Regions from separate parts of the Mus musculus genome. Here region 2 is linked to region 1. The links are chromatin contacts, called in public Micro-C maps. All regions are on one chromosome and are shown on one strand. Each heading gives the region's core, a stretch centred on a gene start, on an enhancer-like site or on the middle of the called end of the contact. The rest is flanking DNA. Distances are from core to core; before and after follow the strand shown.

Region 1 (5,898 bases), core at 1,034-3,533:
AAATTTCATGTTAGACAGAAGTTGAGAAAGTGCTGAGATTTATGTCATAACCATATAGGTCAAAACAGAAAGGCCAAAGGGAGTATCTTCCTCTGGTATCTGTGGAGAGGTTGCCTGACTGAGCAACCAAGGCGCACATGCACATAGCCAACACAGATGAACACACATAATTAAACATAGTCAAAGTAAAACTTAAAAAGTAGAAAGAGAGAGCTCTTGCCCCAGACATCTACCTGTTGGCCCTAGAATATGGAGACGGACAGAGCTTCCTCTCCAAATCAGAAATACCTTGTCAGAGCTGGTAATGACCTGGGGCCAGGGCCTTGGGGGGAGCTGTGACCTCAGATCCTGAGATCTCAACTCTTCTGACTGTATGGAGTTATTGGTTATCAGTCTCAAGGCCATTGTATGCATGGCCTATATATAGTATTCTCCAGAAACCCTGTGTTCCTCTCTTGCAACACTGTTTGATTAGCTTCCTGCTGACTTTGTCCCGTTGTCGGGTAGCTTCTTTGGACACCCCCATTTCTCCCCTGGAAGTTGTACATCAAATAATGCTGTACTTTTTAAATAAGCTTGCTTGGCTCAAGCCATAGCTTGTACAAGACCTCCAGATCCCAAACTTTTTTTTTAAATCTTCTCTCTCTTCTATCCTCTTTATCTTCTGATCTCCTGGTTCTCTCTCTCTCTCTCTCTCTCTCTCTCTCTCTCTCTCTCTCCCTCTCTCCCTCTCTCCCTCTCTCTCTCTCTCTCTCTCTCTCTCTCTCCCCTGTTACTGAAGAAGGGCTTGCTGGTCTAGGCCCTAACCCCCACTCTCTGTGTCTCAGGGGAACACAGCAGCCATGAGCTCAGTAGCACACACCGACTTGCCCTGCCTTTGTGTATTATTAGATCTACTCTTTCCCCATGCAACTCCCCCGCCCCCATGCCTTCACCCTGCCATTCCTCTTCAGCTCTATGTGCACCTGGTTTGAAAACCTGTGCTGTTCCCTTAGTGCTTTGCGCTTTAGGCTGTCTTTAGTGGTAAGGGTACCAATTCCGGGGTGAGGAGGAATTAGTGTGAGATTATATTTTTCCTGATTTAAACATTGTAATATCTTTTAATTTTGCCTATAATAATGGCAGCCATTGTATTGTCGTTCCCAGGCCCCATGTGATCTAGCCACACCTACTTCCATACTTCAGTTTACCCAGCTCTCCCCTCTGCTGTGTGGCAATCACTCTCCCTTCATTTCAGTTTTTTTTTTTGGAGTGTCCCAAACTCGGTCCTTCAGAGACTTTGTACTGACGGTTCATTCTGTAGGGATGTAAATGGCTGTTGCAGAAGATCAGACTTTGGTCCCCAGAACCCATATCAGGTAACTCACAAACACCTGTAATTCCAGCTCCAAGGGAGCCGACACCCTCTTCTGGACCCTATGGTCACCTGCAGTCACATGCACATAGCCAGTGCAGATGCACACACATAATTAAACATAGTAAAAATAAAACGTAAAAAGTAGAAAGAGAGAGCTCTTGCCCCAGACATCTACCTGTTGGGCTCCAGGCCACTGCTCAGGAGAAAGGCTGTGCCTTATCATATTCTTTCCACCTGTCTCCTAACTGTATTTCATATCTTATGTGCTTCCTAATAGTTGAATATCTCTTTTAAAAAAATGTTATTTACCAGAAAATCATGGTGGCAAGCTGTTGAAGGGCTCATGTCTCTAAGCTGTCTTCCCAACACTCAGTGTGCCATCGGACACATTCGGATGCCTTTAATATTTGGCAAGAACATGGGGCATCAGAATCCTTCTCTAGAGAATGGTGTCATGGAATAATCAGTCAGAGGTTTGCCAACGCAGACGAGGGCACACCTACCTAATGATCCAGGAGCTTCTCTCAGACGTGTAAGAGACATTGCCAGGATTGTCGCGGCAACATTATGTATAATAATTAGCAAAACGTAAAAAAAATGGGACAACCAAAATGGCTAAGGGAGAGAGACACGTCGGTTGCTCATGCTCACAGGATGGGGCAAGCCTTTATTGAGAAGGACCACACCTCAAATGTTTAAATCCCGCAAGTATAATGCTTTTATTAAAAAGTAAGTTATGTAAGTGCACAGTATAGTAAATTTTATACAGTGACTAGGAAATCTTATGTAAGAATATCTTACATTGCTTAAGGAATTTCCTGCTTCTCCCTCTCTGCTCTCCACCCCCACACACCACTCAGACACACACAAAGGGAGGGGGAGGGGAGAGAATAAGCACCAAGCTGAAGACTGGGAGTTTGGGTTTGGGCGGACAGAGACCGGAAGCTGGGAGATGATGGCTTCTGATGTTTGTTGCTTACGCGACACAGCTTGTTTGGAATTATGTGGCCCTTGACAACTGCGTGGCACACACTTCAAGATACAAAAGTGAGAAGAAGAGGGGGGTCACCAGAGGAGACTGAAGTCAGTAAGTTTCTACCAAAGCTGGGTTTCTTCTGGCCACTCCAAACAAAGCTGAAATTGTCCTTCAGACCTCTGTGAGTACAGTCTCAGTTCCTTCCGTAGTTCTCTGGGAGGTTCTGCGTGCACACACGTGATAGTTTTGTGTTTTTATTTTTAAAACTTCAATCAGTTTTGTCTTAATTTTATATATTACTGGGGTTTGGTGCGCACTAATTGAACCCAGCTTCTTTTCACCGGCTTCATCCACCCACCCCTGTAATCTCTCTTCTACATCTTAGCTTCCTGTTTGTTTAATTTCCGTATAGGTAGGACGTTTCTTCTGTTTCTCATTCCGCTTAACGTCGTGGTTTTTGTTTTTGTTTTCCCTGAAAACTCACTATCCCCATATCTGTTCTGTATCCAGAACTAATGATTGATTCCTCATGCATCAGCAGACTTACTCAACACAGAGATCATCCCAGAATTGTAAGGCAGAGTGCTTCTGCCAAGGGACAGTACTCGGACAGACACGTGTACATCTTAACTTTGTGAACCTGGGACAGCTAGTCAGACTGACGCTGTGGTTGTTTTCAAAGTCTTACAGTTTCTAATCCACAAAGACTCCGAGGGATGCCCACTAAGAAGCTGTTGGTCTGACAGCGTTTGCCGCCACTGCTCTTCTCAGTGCCTAGTGGGGTCTCCAGTGTCTCTGGCGCAGGAAGACAGGTCCGAGCAAGCATTACTTTATGGCAAGTTTAGACTGACTGTATCGGTGCTCAACCTGTCGGGAGTCTGCTTTACCTAAGATCTGGCACGAGGACGGGGCTGGGGTGGGGTTAATGCCTTTTCTCAGAAGCGCTTCCACCTCTGGAATAGTCCATTTTAGGACAGTGCTGGGTGTGTAAGAACCGCTCAGATAGTGTTTGGAAAGGATATAATAATTTTTAGCGATGATCTGGAGCATATTTAAGCCGACATTCCTGATAGATGAACGTGCTGGCCTGGGATCAGGAAAAAAAGACTGAACGATTTTCGAAGGACGGATTATTTCTGTCCTGCTCCACTTGGGGAAGGTGAGTCTGTTCCGCCCGCGGCGGAGAAGCGATGCCCAAGGTGCAGAGTGCGGTGACCAACCAGGATTCGGTCCCCAGAGTGGTTCCCGCTCTGCTCCACGAGACCCAGCGCTCTGAGACCCCATAGGCAGGTGGAGCAAGCCCGGGGCAGCCGGAGCGGAGGGAGTTAGCGATCAATAGTCACTGGGGCGGCTAGAAGACTCCGACCTGGAAAGTGGGCCGGGACTTGGGTCAAACTCTGGGATTCCTGCTCTCCCTTGCCCTTTCCAGGTGGGCCAGCACTTACCGCTCAGCCAGCGAGCACATAGGGTTACAGGGGAGCCCCTCCGACCCATGCGATCCCAGATGCACGCTGGGCGGGTCCACAGTCTGCTCTGGCTGGGGTTCAGTCTCCTGGCCCTGGCTTGATCCAAGTGCCAGCACATCTGGCCCTGTCTCCCAACTCCCCACCAGTCCCCTTCACAGGCCAGTCGGCGTTTACTGGCTTCTGAAGGTCTGGTGTAATGGAGATGGGGAAAGGCTGGCCTTGGAACGGAGGGAGGCCAAGTGGAGGGCTCCCCATGCAGAGGGGAAGGAAGGCCAGTGACCTGAACTGGGACTGACATTCTGGATTCTCTAAAATTGTGTGCGGGAAGGTACCAGCCTCACTGCATCCCTTACTTCTACCATTGTCCTCTCTTTTCCTTTGTAGCCTGAGATGGGGGTTACATCTTTGCTCTTCTGTGGGGTGTTTTTCCTGCTTCTGCTTTTCGTGGCAGCAGGTAAGTTCTGCGGGTCTGTGAGTCCTTGTATCCCAGAGACCTGTTGCCTTGCCAGCAGCATCCTTTGTCATTCATCTCCGTGCCCCTGACTCACCCACTTGCAGGGGCATCAACTAAGCCCCAACCTTGCTAGTCACTCTTTCCACCAGATAATCTGGCAGGCCGGTCAAAAAGGGAGCGGGGAGGGAGGGATAGGAAAAGTTCATTCCCAACTTCTTGGAGGCTCAACCCCCAAATGTCACCTTGGAACTTTGGACTAACAGGTGATACAGAGAAGTCCTCAAACACTCGAGTGGACTCAGTTCCAATGCTTAAACAGATGGGCTACTAGTGTCATCTATTTCATATAAAGGGCTATTTTATGGTCCAAAACTACCAGAGAGTACAAGTTTCTAAGAAAACCCAACTTGGTAGAAATGGGCTTTAAAGGGAAGCTGTCTTTAGAACCAAGCACTGTGGAACGAGGATACATCTGACTGCAAGTATAGGCAGGAAAACGACCAGGTTGGTTCTATGTTGAGACAGAGACTAAGGGCAGAAGAGTGAACAGATACAGACACAGGGGCCGTGGTTCTGTGGAGGGTCCTGGGGAAGCCTTGTCCTCACTATACATTTGAAGGTCTTAGCATTATGCTTCTAAATGACTGGGCTAGTTTGGGGAAACACCCCAAATAAACAAACTCCTAAATGCAATTTCACATTGACCAGAGCAAAATATTCCCTAAAAAGAATAATGACTCCAGTTTTCTGCCTTTATTTTATTTTATTTTATTTTATTTTATTTTATTTTATTGTTTTCCTTTCCTTCCCCAGATACGTGTGAGGACATTTTTATGCACAATGTGATAATTTCAGAGGGCCAGCCTTTTCCTTTCAACTGCACATACCCGCCAGAAACAAACGGGGCAGTAAATCTGACATGGTACAAAACACCTAGCAAAAGCCCAGTATCTAACAACAGACACCTTAGAGTTCACCAGGACCAGACCTGGATCTTGTTTCTTCCATTGACACTGGAGGACTCCGGTATCTATCAGTGTGTTATAAGGTAAGTCCTTCATTTAAAGTGGAACTAATTCCCAAGTCTCCCTCTCCATTTCTAAAGACAACTTTTTAAGAAAATGGGTATTATTGGCCTTTATTTTGGAGACTTGTTATATAGCCTAGACAAGTTTCCAACTGCTTTCTAAAGTACTGAAAGGACAGGTGTGAACCACCACAACCAGCCGCTACACACCACAACCAGCTGCTACACAAATGCAGGGCAGCCTTGAACTGGCAGGAGATGACGTCCAGTGAGCACTTTTGAAAGCAGAACAGCTTTAGAAATAACTTTTGGAGCACAGATTGCACCATCTTCTTCATTGAAGTTTTAGCCCAGACCAGCTTACAGAGAGAGGTGTTTTATCAATGAGATTGCTGCCATTTCCGAAGATGGCTAATGGTTTTGGAAAACTGGCTGATCCAGACCCAACTAGATCATTCAAACACATCTGATAAGGAATCAGCTTAAGGCAGACATTTGAAAGCTAGCAAATCTGGGAGATGTTCTAGTGTCTACATGAATCCATGTGCCAGAGGTAATGTTTTTGAGTGGCAGTGGACTACTGAACTATTTCCATGGAAGACAATTTTGCTTGGAGAG
Region 2 (5,898 bases), core at 1,863-4,362, 360 kb after region 1:
GGTGCTACTCCTTTGTACCAGTAACAGAATGAGCAAAGGCCCTGAAGGAGGAGCAGTGAGACCGTTCATAGAAGATGGGAGTTAGAGAAGGGGAGTGGGAGGAAGAAACCCAGGTCACTGGGAAAATCACTGGAAGATCATGGTCTTTTTAAATGGTACTGGAAAAGCCACTAACACGTTTTAAGTTAGTCCAGACAATATCTAACTGTTGCTTTCAGTCATTCTGTGGGTACAGCTGAAAGCAGAGGTCTCAGGGGCTGAGCTCCTCCATAGGACCCTTTGGGGAAATGGCCAAGCCAATGGTAACAGCGGTGCCACCCTAACTTTCCTCACTGTGTCAAACACCATACCAAGGAAAAGGATAAAGGATTAAAGATTTGTTTTAGCCTTCAGTGAAGAGCATTCAGTCCAGGGTTAGTTGATGCCATTGCTTTGTGGTCTGTGGCAAAGCAACAGGACACATGACAGAGAAAGCTACATAACTCAGGTGACCAGGAAGTGACAGAGAGATGTCCCAGCACCCCAAAATGCTCTTCAAGGTTTTGCCCTCAATGACCTAACTTCTTACCCTTAGGGCTCACCTCCTAAGGGTCCACAGCCATGTAACACCACTCCTCTTAGTGACCAGCTTTTAGTGTATGTAACACTGAGACAGATTTAAGATGTAAGCATAACAGGATACATGTAATTCTTTCTTTCTTTGCTTTGGGTAAAAGATGAAAGTGTGTGTGTGTGTGTGTGTGTGTGTGTGTGTGTGTGTGTGCGCGCGCGTGTGTGGTACATGGCTGAAGTTCATAGGACAGGCTCAGGTATTTGTTGGTCCTCGCCCTGTCCCTTGTTTGAAAGGGGTCTATTATTGTTCACTTCTCTCTGGCTTGGGAGCACCTGGGATTCTCCTGCCTCAGGTCTTTCTCCAGAGGAATACTGGGCTCACAATGTGTGATACCACCACATGGATTCTGGGATTCAAACTCAAGTCTACATGCTGGCTCTTCATGGGCTGAGCCATTCCCCAGCCCCAGCAGGTTGCTCTTTATCTCCTCTTTATCACCCACAAGACTGAATAAAAAGATTTTCCCAAGTTTTACAAAAACCGATTAGTCTTTGCAGTAGCAGAGATTTACAAAGGACAGTGACTCCAGCATCTGTGACCTGTGTAGATACTCTAGACAGTGAGGTGGAATGTCATTTATCCTACGATGCACAGTCGTTCTCAACATTCTCACGCCTAGGAATAACTGTCTGACTGCGTGCTTGCCCTCCTGTGATGTCACAACATCTAAGAATAACTGTCTGACTGTGTGCTGCTTACTCTCCGCAGAACTTCATCCTATTAAGAGTTATGCTCTTAAACGACCCCTAAAATATTCTTCATTGTTCTATTTGATAAATAATCTAAAATTGGTAGTGTGGGGTGGAACCAGCTTTAGCAAGGTCAGGCCTGGGTGTGGATACCTTCTAGAACTTTAATCTAGAAGGGTGTTCGTGTGTGTGCAGTGCTTCACCTGTAAAACAGATACAGTTTTTCCCTCCCAACTTCGGTATTTGTGATAACCAAAAATTCAAGTGAAAGTGCTTTCCCAGCGCCTCTTCTGGAGAGAAAGGCAATTCGAGAAAGAAAACACTTAGTTAACAAGTCCTTTCTTAGAAAAGAGATGGGAGAATCAGTCGTTGATATGCAAATGCCCAGCAGGGAGGAAAAGGGTTAGGCTCTGCCTGTTTCAGTAAATCTTTACAAGGAAACAGAATCTTCACAGGCAGTTCCACTTCAAAGCTGGAAAACTGATACATTCTGTGCCGATTCTGTATCAACCCTGAGACCCATTCTACTTCGGGCTAGAATGGTCCCTGCCTTTCCCAGACTCAAAGGTTCCTTGCTTGCCTCTATTCAGATGGCCTCCGACGACTGACATCTCACAGATTCTGTTAGACCTTTCTGTGTCAGACTGAGGGGTGTATAAACAAGAGCCGGAACCCTGTGGGAAAGATAAGAATTTTTATTTTATACGTTTAGGGGAAACCGTGTGGGTTAACTGGGAGGCAGATGGTTTGGTTTCGGTTCCTTTCAGTTTCTCACCGTGAGGACACCGGGACAGTGGGATCGCAGGCAGGGCACCTGGCAATGCCCCTGCGGAAGGTCGGGCTCGGGAGAAGGGCCAGTTGGCGCTGGGAGAATCCCGCTTTTCCAAACCGCAGTCCATCCTGTAATTAGCCGAACAAGTCCGTCTAAGCTAGGCAAATCACTGGTTTTCCACGAAATAGTTATGTTTCTGATGCCCTCAGACAGATTCACCTCGAAGCCTAAAAACAGAGACTTTTTCGTCCCCAAAGCTGGGGGAGGGAAGAAAAGTGGAGTGCACACTGTTACAAGGAGTGGAAAAGCGGAAAGACAAGGGTTCTGGGAGAGCGTGGGAGCGCTGAGTTCTCAACCGGGAGTTTCGGTGCGCAGAGAACAGGCTGTGTTCAAGGTGCTTTGCTCTTCCTTCTCATCTTTCCGAGGCCCCGAGAGGCTCCCCTCGGTGAGTCGGTCTCTGCAGACCCAGCAGTGGCGAAGGCTCCCCAGTTCCTCCGCGCCCGGCGTCGCCTCCCTGCCTGAGCCCGCGGCGCCTCCTCGCGTGCCAGCGCCCCGGGGTGTCTCCTTGCAGGAGCCTGCGGGGGGAGGGGGCAGGGCGCGACGCGTGGGTCGCGTCGGTCCCAGCCCTGATGGACGGCCGACGCTGCCTCCGGGGCGGGGACAGCTCAGGCCACCGTGCGCACCGAGCACCTAGTGCACCCACAGCTCCCGGGCTCCCAAGAACAGCGGCTCTTGGTCCGCGGGCGGGCTAGAGAGCGGCGCGACCTTCGCCCCCGCGTCGACTGTGGGTTGCGGCAGGTGCGCGTCGCACCGGGTCTCCGCGTCCTCCCGCCCCGCCACCGGGGCGCCGCGCCCGCCCCGCCCCGCCCCCGTCCCCGTCCCCGCCCGCCCTCGGGCCGCCCCGGGCAGGGCCTGTAGCTGCCAGGCATGGGAGGGCGGCCGGCGGCGGAGGGCGGCTGAGCAAGGCTGAGCGCGGCCGAGGGACCGCGCAGTGGCCTCCTGTCGCTGCGCGCTCCCCTCCGGGCCCTGCGAGGTTCACACCCACCGAACTGGTTGGCGACAGGGCCCCGACCCCGTGGAGGCGGTGGTGTGGTACTCTCGCAGTCCCGTTGAGTTAGTAGTGCTGTCCCTCCCGCGATGCTCTGAGGGAACCCAGATCCTACACCAGCGTCCTCTGCTGCGCTCATAGCTGCCGACCCCATGGGCCCCCGGGGCACCGCGCACAGCGTGCGGGCGCCACTGTCTTGGCTGCTGCTGCTGCTGCTGTCTCTGCAGGTGGCAGTGCCGGCGGGCGCGCTGGCCGAGACCCTGCTGGACGCACCCAGGGCCAGGGGTGCCAGCTCCAACCCGCCAAGTCCTGCCAGTGTGGTGGCCCCGGGAACGACGCCGTTCGAGGAAAGTCGGTTGCCCGTGTTCACCCTGGATTACCCCCACGTGCAAATCCCTTTCGAGATCACTTTGTGGATCCTACTGGCCTCCTTGGCCAAGATTGGTAAGGAACTGTACCCGTGGGTGGGGGCGGGGACGATCAGACTGGGGATCCTGGTGGGTGACTCGCCAAGTAGGCAAGTAGTTGGTCTCAGATAGTGGCCAGCTCCTCCTGCACCAAGGCAGCCTTGGACGGACAGATTAGCTCCTGTGGTTGAAAGATCTCCTGTTCTTAATCCGACGCTGGCCTTGGAAAGCCGGGAAAGACTGGCCCATAGCATAGAGACCCACTGTGAACTTCTGCTTTGAGCGTCAAGTTTGACAGGTCTGTGCCAAAGTTGAGGGAGACTTGCTTGCTAACTGAGGCAGGGCTTAGCTAGATTGTATATCATCTACAAGTAGAGAGGAGAGTGGAAGTGGGCAAGATCTTGGATGGGAGAGGGTGCGTTGGCAGAACACAGACCCTCCTCATGTCCCTGTCTGATGAGGTGCTTAAATTGGGACTGTGGACACCTAAATGCTTGCCACTACAACACCAGTGCCCTGTTCTTTCTCTCTGGGCTCTCTGGGCTCCTTCCTCTCTAGAAAGCCTTTTCTTCTTTAGAGGTAACTGGAGCCAGGGAGACCAGCTATTAACAAATAATTAACCCATCCCCAAGCTCAGCCCGTTTTCTCATCTGTTAACCTGATCACTCCATCATAACGCCCGCTCACCATTTTACTCTGTATGCAGTATTAAAGCACATTCGCTATCGCTGTACTGTTCAAAATGTATGAGGTCAGAAGAACGCGGTGTTTTCTATGCTTTTGCATTCACCTTGTGGGATGCAGCTTTCCATACATCTCAGCCTTTCTTAGGGAACCTTTCTGATGATCAGGGTGAGGCATCGATGGTTACAACACAGGAAATACTCCTCGGCAAACACAATATGGCTGGGGATAGATGCAGGGGTCACATCCTGGCCTGACTTATACAGACTGTTTTCAAGGATGACTAAAGTCTGGTCAGTGTGAGCTGTTCACCGGAAACAGCATTCTAGAGAGAAACAAAAAGTGTGACTGGAAAGGGGTGGGTCTAAGCAGGTGGCAGGGATGGTTTGTAAGAGTGTAGAACTTGCAAGCTAAGCCTGGCATTGACTTCCGAGGTTAGATTAAATCTATTAGCCTGTGATGGTGGTAAGCAAAGGTGTCCTACACTACATAATGACTCTGCAGTCTGGAATTGCTGGCTCTGGCATGACCAACTAGCTGCGCGTGCTTTAATTCCATCTGAGCAATGGTATAAGAGACATGGACTTCCCTATCAAGCAAACAGCCACATAAGCTCATGGTCTCTAATAATAGCCCGAGATGCTCTCTCTTTACATCATCCCCCACAGCATCCCTGCCCTGTAGGGATGTGCAGCTGTGAATACTCTCACCTCAGAGAGGTGGAAACCAAAACTGGAAAGTCCATACTATGACCCACAAAGTCGGACCCACCAAATGCACACAGGTAGCTTGCCTCTGGTTCCCTGCCTGTGCCTGAGTCGGAGCCCAGGAGGGCTGCATTTGTGACCTTTCCCATTACTGCTTTTCTGCTCTGACACCCTCTTCTGTTCTTTACCCCTGATTATTTTAATCAGATTAATTACACTAATAACAGCCGCTAGTGGGCACTTAAGTTCATTATCCCTCATTTTCACAGCCTTCATCCTGGGTAGATATGATGGCCCTGTTTTGGGGAGGAGGAAGCTGAGACATGAGGTAGCTTTGCTGGTGGGTGGAGAGACCCAGTTCTAGGCCGAGGAAGGCCTGATGCCTCATCTTTGGTCCTCTCTGAAAGAGTATTCTGGAATAAGGATTAGAGGAGAGTGGGTTTGTCCATTAATCCTGGTTGTCAAGGCAGGCGTGCTGCTGGTGACAATGGCCACGGTGCTCCAGAGAGCCACAGTGCTAGGTGGCCCTTTTTTTTTTTTTTTTTTTTTTTTTTTTGCTGTCTCTGTGCTTCTTGCCTTCTGTTTATTCCTGAGCTCTTGTTCTCTTGGGCTGCCTTTGGGAGTCCTCTCAACCCAGCTGTGGTATTCCAGTCATCTTAATGGACATCGTCATCCTAACCGTGTGGAACTTGGTTAAATGTGTCCATGCTTATGTGAGTCAAAGTTTGCACACAGGCACCTTCACGTCTCTGTTAACCATGGTCTTAGCCCTCTTCTGTTTCACAGGCCACTATGCCCTCACAACGCCAGATTTGACCAAAGTTATAATACCTTGCACATGTATCCTCCCAGTCCATTGGCTTTCCTTGGATTCTGTACTTCTCAGGCCACTGGGGCAGGGCAGAGATGACAGCACTCCATTCTTGTCTCTTTTTCAGAGAGGTTCAAGTCCACAGGTGTTGGCTCCCCGATGTAAAG

The links. Hi-C and Micro-C count contacts between places; a contact is called where the count stands out from the background.
Region 2: a Micro-C map of embryonic stem cells shows a contact between it and region 1, with 2.8 times the contacts expected there. The contact joins the promoter of Slc9a2 here to the promoter of Il1rl2 in region 1. A contact is called at or near these places in 3 of 484 Hi-C or Micro-C datasets (all in embryonic stem cells) and 1 of 115 datasets of contacts at active chromatin or transcription factors (embryonic stem cells).

Annotation. Positions count from the first base shown.
Region 1 is chr1:40,322,306-40,328,203 of GRCm38.p6, forward strand. It overlaps Il1rl2 (interleukin 1 receptor-like 2), which reads left to right and starts at 2,284. Exons shown (of 11, transcript NM_001356478.1): 1 at 2,284-2,444; 2 at 4,184-4,253; 3 at 5,067-5,301. The coding sequence starts at 4,190.
Region 2 is chr1:40,678,600-40,684,497 of GRCm38.p6, forward strand. It overlaps Slc9a2 (solute carrier family 9 (sodium/hydrogen exchanger), member 2), which reads left to right and starts at 3,113. Exons shown (of 12, transcript NM_001033289.2): 1 at 3,113-3,566. The coding sequence starts at 3,275.